Regions from separate parts of the Capsicum annuum genome. Here region 1 is linked to region 2. Evidence: chromatin contacts called from public Hi-C data. All regions are on one chromosome and are shown on one strand. Each heading gives the region's core, a stretch centred on a gene start, on an enhancer-like site or on the middle of the called end of the contact. The rest is flanking DNA. Distances are from core to core; before and after follow the strand shown.

Region 1 (5,129 bases), core at 1,253-3,752, 240 kb before region 2:
CCCGGCTTTCTTTGCAACTTCCATGCTGCATCCAATCTAGATGATAAAACAAGTGCAAACTCGCATCTACGCTCAGTTATGCTAAGAGGGACACAAGAGTTGAGCAGTAAAGTGGGCACATTGGGTGAGGTCCAAAAACAAACAAACAAATTTAGCGGCACAAACCAGTGATGGTTACTCTATACAAACATTCAAATCTCCCATATCAGATAACTAAAAATTGAGAGTAACAGCAACAACACTGATGAAAATTGAAATCAAATCAAATGAAAAAATACTTCAAAACTATTCAATGGTAACATATGATAAGAAATGTGAGCATATCCTTGAATAATGGCCTTGGTAAACAAAAACAATTGTTTTTTTTCTTATTCTTTAGTCTTTTCAATCCAAAAGTTGATTAACCCTATTCAAAAAAATGGTACTAAAGCCTATAAAAATAGTTGCCATTAACTTTGAAAGGAAAAATTAAATCTAACACCATGTAAATATGATAAGAAATGTGAACATATCCTTGAATAATGATTTTGGTAAACAAAAAGATTGTTCTTTTTTCTATATAATTTCAATCTAAAAGCTGATTATAACTATTCAAAAGAGGGTACTATAACCTATAAAAATAGTTGCCATTAGCTTTGAAGCTTGAAAATAACTCAAATTTTTATCTACTTCGTTTCGCAATATATATTAAAAAGGTCATCCCGGTGCACTAAGCTCCCGCTGTGCACGGATCTGAGGAAGGGCCAGACCACAAGATGTGGTCTACTGTATGCAGCGTACCTGCATTTCTGCAAGAGGTTGTTTCTACGGCTCAAACCCGTAGACCTCCTGGTCCATGACAGAACCCTGACATCCCCTTTGTTCCATTCGTTGAATATATCCACAAATTGATTACCAATAGTCACTCAAAAACAACCGGCAAAAATTAACACATTAAACTACATATCTTTTTTCACGATGGTGGTGTCCTGACCAGCTTTCGCGCCCCTCAACTAATTCCGCCGGAGACTTTGCCCCCCCCCCCCCCCCCCCCCCAACACACACACACAGAGCAACAGGTAACAGGTAAATCCATCCACCAAGGCTAGGATAGATAGAAAAGAAATCCCTAATAATATTTTTGTCTCTGCTTGGATTTGAACCATTGACCACTAAGCCACACCACATTAAACTACAAATTAACATGTAAAAATAACCCAGAAAACCATAAATTTAGCTATAATAAAGCTTAATTATTACAATAACAAATCAAAAACACACAAAAAAAAAACATTGAAAGATAATTCACAACAAACTAGAAAAAAAAAAGACCAACTTTTTTAGGGTTTTGTTTTTTGGGGAAAAACAGAAATAGGGGATCTTACAAATCAGTTATTGAAAATCGATCGCCGATAAGTCGCCGGAAAAGCTGCCGGAGATTGAGATGAAAATGGAGCAAAAGCTTTCGCCGCCGATGGAAAAAAGCTTGGTTAATTTGATAGAAGAAGAAATTTGTGCTTTAAGGTGAAATTTGGGCCCGCAATTGCAGGTGCATTCGGGTCGGGTCTCCCCAGCGGGTAAAGAAGGGTTTGGGCTTGTGAGTTCGAATCCACATGGCCTAATAGTCAAGCCCACACAAATGCTATTTTGTTGGGTCATTTGCATTTCTGGCCTAACCTAAGTCTTTCGAAAACGGCCTTCATACCTCCATGAGGTAGTGGTAATATCTGCGTAACCTCTACCATCACAAGGCAAATTATCTTTTTGTGAGGTACTATAATTTTGTATGATTATATCGCAATATCGTACGAGTTATATCTTGTTTTCTTGAACTCATGCGCCATTAGGTATAAATTTGATTGTAAGACCAAATATTAAAGCTCTAGTCATTTTGAAGGACAATTATATGATTAATGTTATCTTATTTTTCACTTAAATCAGAGACGTACATGTCACTATTTACAAGTTTTAATCACATTTTTAAAAAGATCATAAGAATTTTCATCAAAAAATGAAATTCACTTTTAAACGAATCACTAAAATGAACTTGTCTTATAACTCGGGGTAGAACACTAATATTTAGTATAAGTTTTTGATAAATCGCCAAACGCTTTGATGGATAGGTTTGTAAGGATACAACTATAAACAAACATATTATAATATTAAAATAATTTATTCAAAATCTGACAACTCATTAAAAGTTCTTTTAAATTAGTGATTTTAAATGTTATAAGACTTTTGGACTTATGATCATGAAAAAATTAAAATACTTGCATGATTATAAAAAAAAAAAGTTCATTAAAAATAAAGTAAGAATTTTAAATCAAATTATGCTCTAACTTTAAAAAGGAATAATTAGCAATGATCCCTTGTTAGAATAATAAAACTTTAGAAAAAAAAGTCATATGAAGTGATTAACATTTGAAATTAGACATGTTAATTGTTAACCAAGCAATTAGTGGCACGTCACATCTTATATTACCCTGGAACTTTCCAAATTCCCCACCAAAAACGAATCTCTTTTTCTTGACAGCCAAAAAAGGTGTTCCCTTTCATGGAAAAATCAAAGAAATTTAATTTATCCAAAAATAACTGACACGTATAACATCATAAATTCAGAATTATTCCCATAGTTCAGGGTCTTTATTCCAACATCATGGTGATATATAGTTCTGTTCTACTTACTGCAACTCCCTAAAATTCTTTGCACTATTGTCTAAATCAGGTACTTTATTTTACCACTCATAATTTCTACTTTTTTCTTTGCAGACATCTCCATAATTTGTTTGTTTGTTTGTTTCTTCTCATTCTTTGAATACCGAATAACTAATATCGAGATGAGTTATTCTCGTGCATTTTATATCATCTTAACCAAATATAGAATAAGTGCATGCTAAATTTAATTCCAGCATTAGTTATATCTTATTTTTTGTTCCAAACGAGCCCTTGTTCTATGTTATGCTGTCTCCTAGTCTTAGATAGATCATTGAACAATTGATATGATGTGTATGGTGCCTTTAGCTAGTGGAACTGTTGATCATTCTTATTTTTATTTTAAAATAATTTTACCTGTAAGAAGTTGTCATCAATTTCATTATTGTGTTGCTTTTCTTGATAAGAGCATTTAGGGAATGGAAAAAAATTGATTAACTGCTGCCTATTGCAGGAACATAGACCAACTAAACATATTCTTTGTTTGGGCAATCCAAGATGGAATCACACAAGGTGAGATATGTTTCTTTGGTGTTCTCCTATGTAATCGATATCTGGGGTGTTGATTTAGTTATAGTTATTCATGTCGAAAGGGAATCTTGGAGCAACAAGTAAAGTTGATTCTGGTTGATTCACAAGTCACGAGTTTGATTTGTGGAATTAGCCACTCATAGTTGTGTCGGGCTAGATTGTCTATATTACAACCCATGCGCGTGGCCCTTTGGACCAGCGTGAATGTGGAATGCTTTGTGAACTGGTCTGTTATTTTTATAGTTAGTCATGATCATCTTAATTTTATTTCTACAAGTCTTTCTTTTATGTTTTTCAAGTAATTGGTTGACATGTTGGTGAAGGTTTGATTTTTCTTTGGGATCATGAAGCATGTAGAACATATTGTCCTAATCAATTTTGTATAACTCAGAGTAATGAATTCCTCGATTAGATATTTGAAAAAAAAAAAAAAAGAAGCTAATGTAAATAAAGAGAATGTTTTCAAACTAGAATTGTTTCACTATGAAGTCAACAACATTTGGGGCTTGTGATCAATTCGTACTTGTAATCTTACAAAAAAAGTTAATTCATATATGAAGGCGAAGCATACTTTTGGGATCGCTCAGGAAATCCAATTTCTGGGGGCTTCCCTTATAGATTCTAGTGATAATTCTTCACATGCTATGTGGTGCACTGCTAAGTGCACATGAACTCTTCGTGGTAAGCCATGTCCTGGTTCATAGTCTTGTTCAGCATGAATTTTTCCAGTTCAGATATTCAAAGTTTGTTTAATAATAGCCCTGGTTTTGTATAACACGGCCATATTATCCTATCTTTGATGTGATGGTTGTTTTATGAGTTTTGCCTATTAAGCTAATATTGTCTCGTGCGGGTATTTTTCTTCTTCTTTTTTTTTTTATGAATTAAACCATTGATTTAGGTGGTATGGTTCCGGCGTTTCAGGAAAGAAAGGGACTCAATAAAGTGACCATACCTTATATTGTTGCAAAAATGAGTTGATATTGTTTCTTGATCATCTGATTTGTATCTTGTTTATTGCAGGAAAGTGATAGAGGCTTGGCTAAGCAGAAGAAGGTGAAAGTTGTTTTTGTTATAGGTTGGGACTTCCGTAATTCCTTTACTTGCTGTTGTAATTACGTCTACTGCATTTTGTATTTCTTTAGATGAACTAAAACTGCTTCTTGTGGTCTTGTTTTGTCATTAAAAATGCATCTTTTACTGAGTTTTACCTGGTGTTCGTACATGATATCTTATTTGATTACGGTGGAAGGTGGTAAAAATTGTAAGAGACATACATTTCTGTGGCTTCCATGCCCCACATATCCGATCACCAGCATAAAAGGAAGGAAAAGAACAACATTTTGCTGTCTTTTTCCTTTTCCTTTTTGTTCATATAGCTTCATCTAATAGGTGTAAAACGAAAGCTGAATTGAGAAGTTGTGTTTGTTCAAGTTTTGATAGTATGTTTTCTGTAAACACCATTGACTTTATGATCAGTATATTTATCTGGATTCCCAAATTCAGTTTTGTCCAAAATGAAACAAGAAACATTGTTCATTGATGGTTGTCAAATGGTCTTAGTTTAGACTGTGAGGGTAGAATTGACATTCCGAAATAATGGCGGTTCATTCTAGTCATTAGTTATTGAAGCTATATCAAAGTTCAATAAAGCCAGTTTCTGTTATTTCAAACGTGAGGGGGGAGTATTTGAAGTTGAGGGCTAGGGATACGCAATCTGCTAAGGACTGGTGTGGACTTGCATCTCAGAATTTCAGTTGTATGTAAGATAGACAGATTTAAGTGTGTTAAAGGTTTATTCAAGCACTTGGTCAGCAGCAGGAGATGTCAATGATGAACACTGGTCGATGAAGACAATTGCTTTTAAAAGTGTATTGGTTGAAGGACCAAATTTTGGCAACAAACTA
Region 2 (5,159 bases), core at 1,030-3,529:
TATGTCGTAGTTTTTGCTCAACGTATGCATGCTACATTTTTATTATGTTCTGCTGCACACATGTTCTACCAAGTCTAAATGCATGTTTTTTTCTATATCTTTGCCATGCCAAGCTGGAAGTACTGATGGTTTTTAATGGTTAGGATAATTGAGAACTGAAGTATGCTTGACATAGTGCATGATAAGAATAGGGGGAATCCAGCTGGTTCTATGTCTCAGAGATTCGTAATAAGTTCTTGAATGTGGAAACTTTGACAATTTGCTTCGGACTAATGGTTTCTCTTTCAGTTAAATGGACATGCTAGAAATTTACAGCAGTAAATGGAATTAGTTCAGTCACTTAGTTTTGTGAGGTTTCTTAGTCCTTAAATTATTATTTATACTTGATAGCCTGGTTACATGTTCTTTTGCAATCCTTATATTTGATTTTATAAACTCTGCTCTCTAATTATTTTTCTTCCTCTTACATTCTTGAAGGCTGAGAGAAACCGAGGGAGGCATGAAAAAAGATATTTTGGAGAGTCGCCATCCCTTATGGATGTTAACAGCTTCAAATTTTATGATTCTTCTGCCATTCTTGATGCTGCTATTTTTGGGGAAGGAACTGTGTGGGATTTAGTTCCCCTCAGTTCCAAAGCAACAATGTATCCTCATCAGCGTGAAGGATTTGAGTTCATGTGGAGAAATATTGTTGGAGATATGAATCTTGAGAAGCTGAAAGAGCCTATATCTGGTAATAGGGGAGGATGCATAATCTCACATCCACCCGGCACAGGAAAAACCCGCCTCACTATAGTATTTCTTCAGGCATTTTTGAAGCAGTTTCCAAAGTGTCGGCCTGTAATCATCGCTCCATCAAATTTGCTTCTTAACTGGGAAGCTGAGTTCCAAAAATGGGAGGTCGACATTCCCTTCCACAACTTGAACAGCAAAGAGTTCTCGTCCCAGGAAGATGAAGCCACTATTAGTGTCTTCCACTGTTTATCCCATGCCGGAAAAAACAATCCACAGCTTATACGTATGGTGAAGCTGAGATCCTGGGCTAAAAGTACGAGTGTTTTGGGAATTAGCTACGACTTGTTCAGGATTCTCACAGGAGAAGATGGGGATGGTTATGTCAAAGAGACCAGAAATATACTTCTAAAATTACCCGGTCTTCTGGTCCTTGAAGAAGGGCACACTGCTCGAAATGAGCAGAGCCTCGTCTGGAAAGCTTTGAATAAGGTTGAAACAGAGAAGCGCATACTGTTGTCTGGAACTCCCTTCCAGAATAACATTAAAGAGTTGTACAACACCCTATGCGTAGTTAGTCCAAAGTTTGCTGCAGATTTGGAGCAGAGATGGGCTTCTCTTAGCAGTTTTGTTGATAAGAATGTCCGAGCATTGGAAGAGCTTAGGGATATGATTTCACCTCTAGTCCATAAATGCAGTGAAAATGTAAAGAAGGTAAGCCTTCCAGGTATAAGGGATGTTGTGATACACTTGAAGCCCACAGATTTGCAGAAGGAGATGCTTAGAAGAATTCCAGAGAATCCAGGCTCCTTTTATGATCAAAATATGGTGTCTCTAATTTCTGTCCATCCTTCATTAGTGGCAAAGAAGAAGGAGTTCTCTGACTTAGAAAGTCAGCTAAAAGAAAGAGAATGTCGGTTGGATCCAGATAATGGAGTTAAAATGAAATTTGTTGTTGAACTAATCAGACTCTGTGGGGGCTTGAAGGAGAGGGTTATAATATTTAGCCAGTTACTTGATCCTCTAAACCTGATCAAGGAGCAACTCAGTGCTCTCTTTGGCTGGACTTTAGGACAAGAAATTCTCTACATGGATGGGAAACTTGATGTAAAGCAGCGGCAGATATCAATAAATTCTCTTAATGACCCTAAGAGTGATGTAAAAGTGCTGCTTGCATCAATAAAAGCCTGTTCAGAAGGGATAAGTCTTATAGGGGCATCAAGAGTGGTTATGCTTGATGTTCTCTGGAATCCCTCAGTAGAACAGCAAGCCATCAGCCGAGCCTACAGGAATGGTCAGACTAAATTTGTGCATGTATACTGTCCAGTGACATCAAAATGGGAGGTTGACAAGATCGAGCAGCAAACCAGAAAAAAATATCATTCGGATGTAATTTTGTCTAGGAATGAAGTCAAGATGGATCCTTCATGTTCTTTGTCAGAGGATACCATACTAGAATCCATGGTTAAGCATGCGAGCCTCTGTCATATTTTTGAAAAACTATCTCGTGCACCACGTGTGGTGCCTAACTACATGCTTTAATTCTTGTAACTAACCTTCAAAACCGAGCTGTTAGGTTAGTATGTTTTCTTCTTGTTTGCTGGTACAATAAGCAACCAGACTTATTTAGTGTATTCTGTTAACTGCCTCTCTTTGAAAATGACTCTTATCTCTTTCTTGTTAGATCAGTTGGAGCTTTTTTTGGGTTGCGAAGGACACTTGTTTGGAGATACAGCTGAGCCTAGTTTTTGCAGCCATTCCTCTGTGAGTGCTTCATGACAGGAACACTACCGTGCTATCAGTAAGCATTTTTCTGAAGATTCTAAATGATGAATTCACAAGTACTGTATTTATTTCCTCGTTACTGATACTGATGAATGATCCCAGGAATCTGAACACTTCACTAGCAACTAGTGCCTTGCCTTTATTACTATCATTAAGTACCGGAGGACACTGCTACTATGAGTTTCATTTAACACTACCACGTTGCAAATGAGCTGTTTATACCGAATAAAAGCATCATGAATGCTGCGTTTTTAGACGTGAAAGATTTTATTATTGTTAACATTTTTAACTTTGATGCAGTTCTATGTGCAGATTCACACCTGGTTAATGAAGAATGCAGATTGGAGTTTTCATCACCCACAGGATGTTCTTGTAACATTGTTTTGCTAGTCATTTTTTGTTTCAAGAGATGTAAAAAATCTCATGCTCCTTCATCTGTGAAGCATATCCTTCAACACAATTGTATTTGGCTCAGTTCTCTTGGTATATATGTTTCAAGTTGTAGATAGTAAATTTGCTTCATCCCTGTTATATATGCTTTGCATTATATTTTATGGTTTTCATAATTTATTTTCGAAATAATTAAGCGAAAACTTTATTAATTAATAGTGATCATAATTAAATGACACATCAAGTAAACAATTTCTGCGGTTTGCAATTTGTTTATGGTAGAAGGGAAAATAAAGGGCAGATCGATGCGCTAAAGCTCCTGCTATGCGCAGGGTCCGGGAAGGACCGGATTAGAAGGGTCTATTGTACTCAATCTCACCTTACATTTTTGCTGGGAGTTGTTTTTACAGCTTGAACTCGTGACCTCCTAGCCAGCCACATGACAACTTTACTAGTTACTCCAAGGGAAGGGCCGAATCACAAGGGTCTATTGTACCCAATTTTACCTTATATTTCTGCAATAAGCTGTTTTCAAGGCTTGAATCCGTGACCTCCTGATCACATGACAACAACTTTACCAGTTACTTCAAGGGAAGGGCTGGACCACGAGGGTCTATTGGGTCCGGATCACAAGGGTCTATAGCCTCACCTTAAATTTCTGTAAGGAGCTGTTTTCACTAACCTTTGGGTCACATGACAAAAACTTTACCGGTTACTCTAAGTCCCTTTCCAAAAAGGGGGAAAACTCTTTTCATTAAGTCAAATTTTACGCGCACTCAATGTTTACACCACACCATTAATACAAAATATGTGTTTGTTGATAAATTTTTATTATTTATTAATCAAAGTTACTTTAAAACATATTTTCACTCTGTTAAATCACTTAATTAATTTTATCGCCAAATATTTTATAATCTGTCAATCTTGAGTTACAAACATGACCAAATTAAGGAAGTAAAATTCCAAAATCTCTTGTTATATAGCTAATGATAAGTTAAAGTGACAAATTAATTAACAATCTTAAGCAAAGATGTAAATTATTGTTTGTTTGATCTGAATAAAAGCTCAGTTATGTGATCCCAAAATTAGGAAAAATAGTTTGAAGGAGTCTCCTAATGTATAGCTCAAATAGTTCCTCCTTTTTAAACTGCTTTTTATAAAGTTAATAAATCAGAATATGAAAAGTCATTCATTGTAATAAATATTATAAAATACTTAATAAAAAGAAAGAGTCAATATCATGATCCCAAAGCATTTCATTTTTAACAATTTTTTTTTTTTAATTTTTCAGAGTTTTTTTTCCCTGACTCTGCAGTTCCGTAACATTGCATAACCAAGAAAATACACACACACACGCACAGTGATCTATTTTCCCTGTTCTTCTTCTTGACACATGCAAAATCAAAATCTAGGTACATACATATACATATAATGCATGGATTTCATCATACATTATTTACGTGCACTATATTAAATTTCTTTGATTGTTGTTTATGTACTAATCTGTTTATTGTTTGTGGGATTTCACTAAGTATGTTGTTGTTGTTTATAGAATAGTTTACGTATTTGTTTCGTGATCAACTAACTGCTAATTTTCTTTGTGGTGTTGGTGATTTTAGTGTGCATGTGATCTACGAAGGTGTAAAAAGGGATTCAGTCTATATATGTTACATGCAGCGTAAGGGTGATCAGAAGAAAACTGAATCACAGAATCATTATAGGAAAAATAGTAGAGTTGGTGGTCGTTCATTGCCATCAGCACAGGCTCAGTATCAACGAGTCACTTCCGGAAAAGGCGGTGGTAGCGCTATTCTACCTCCTCCTTCTCCCCGTTCAGGTTCCTCTTCTCCCACGTCCACCACGCAAAGGTATTGTTTTTCTTACTATTGTTTCAGAGTCCGAGGGTTAAATTGACTAATTTGAAACGAAATGGCGTACTTTAGGTATGGAATTTGAGTACTTGTACTTACTACTATGTCCCATTATATGTGGTTGGTCTTTCAGAGTACGAGGGTTAAATTAACTAATTTGAAATGAGATGTTAGACATTAGGTATGGAATTTTCATACTTGTACTTACTCCGTCCCATTATATGTGTGTTTAAGAGTACAAGGGTTAAACTACCTATTTTGAGTGTGAATTAGGACCGACATATTTTTTGAATTTTCGTAATTGTACTTACTCGGTCCCATTATATGTGGTGGAGCTCGGAGTACTAGGTTCAAATTACCTAATTTTTCAATGTGAATTAG

The links. A called contact is a pair of places that touch in the nucleus more often than the background predicts.
Region 1: a Hi-C map of leaf shows a contact between it and region 2, with 3 times the contacts expected there. The contact joins the promoter of LOC107868716 here to the promoter of LOC107868670 in region 2. A contact is called at or near these places in 2 of 5 Hi-C or Micro-C datasets (leaf and placenta).

What each region holds. Positions count from the first base shown.
Region 1 is chr1:13,946,915-13,952,043 of UCD10Xv1.1, reverse strand. LOC107868716 (UMP-CMP kinase 3) reads left to right here and starts at 2,502. Exons shown (of 8, transcript XM_016715377.2): 1 at 2,502-2,704; 2 at 3,146-3,204; 3 at 4,246-4,300. The coding sequence starts at 3,190. It overlaps LOC107868726 (SUPPRESSOR OF ABI3-5), which reads right to left and starts at 1,506. Exons shown (of 16, transcript XM_016715389.2): 1 at 1,365-1,506.
Region 2 is chr1:13,703,092-13,708,250 of UCD10Xv1.1, reverse strand. It overlaps LOC107868670 (eukaryotic translation initiation factor 4G-like), which reads left to right and starts at 2,279. Exons shown (of 13, transcript XM_047394191.1): 1 at 2,279-2,308; 2 at 2,422-2,533; 3 at 2,830-4,319; 4 at 4,527-4,775. The coding sequence starts at 4,579. LOC107868675 (SNF2 domain-containing protein CLASSY 3) reads left to right here and starts at 535. Exons shown (of 1, transcript XM_047409956.1): 1 at 535-2,274. The coding sequence starts at 535. The coding sequence ends at 2,274.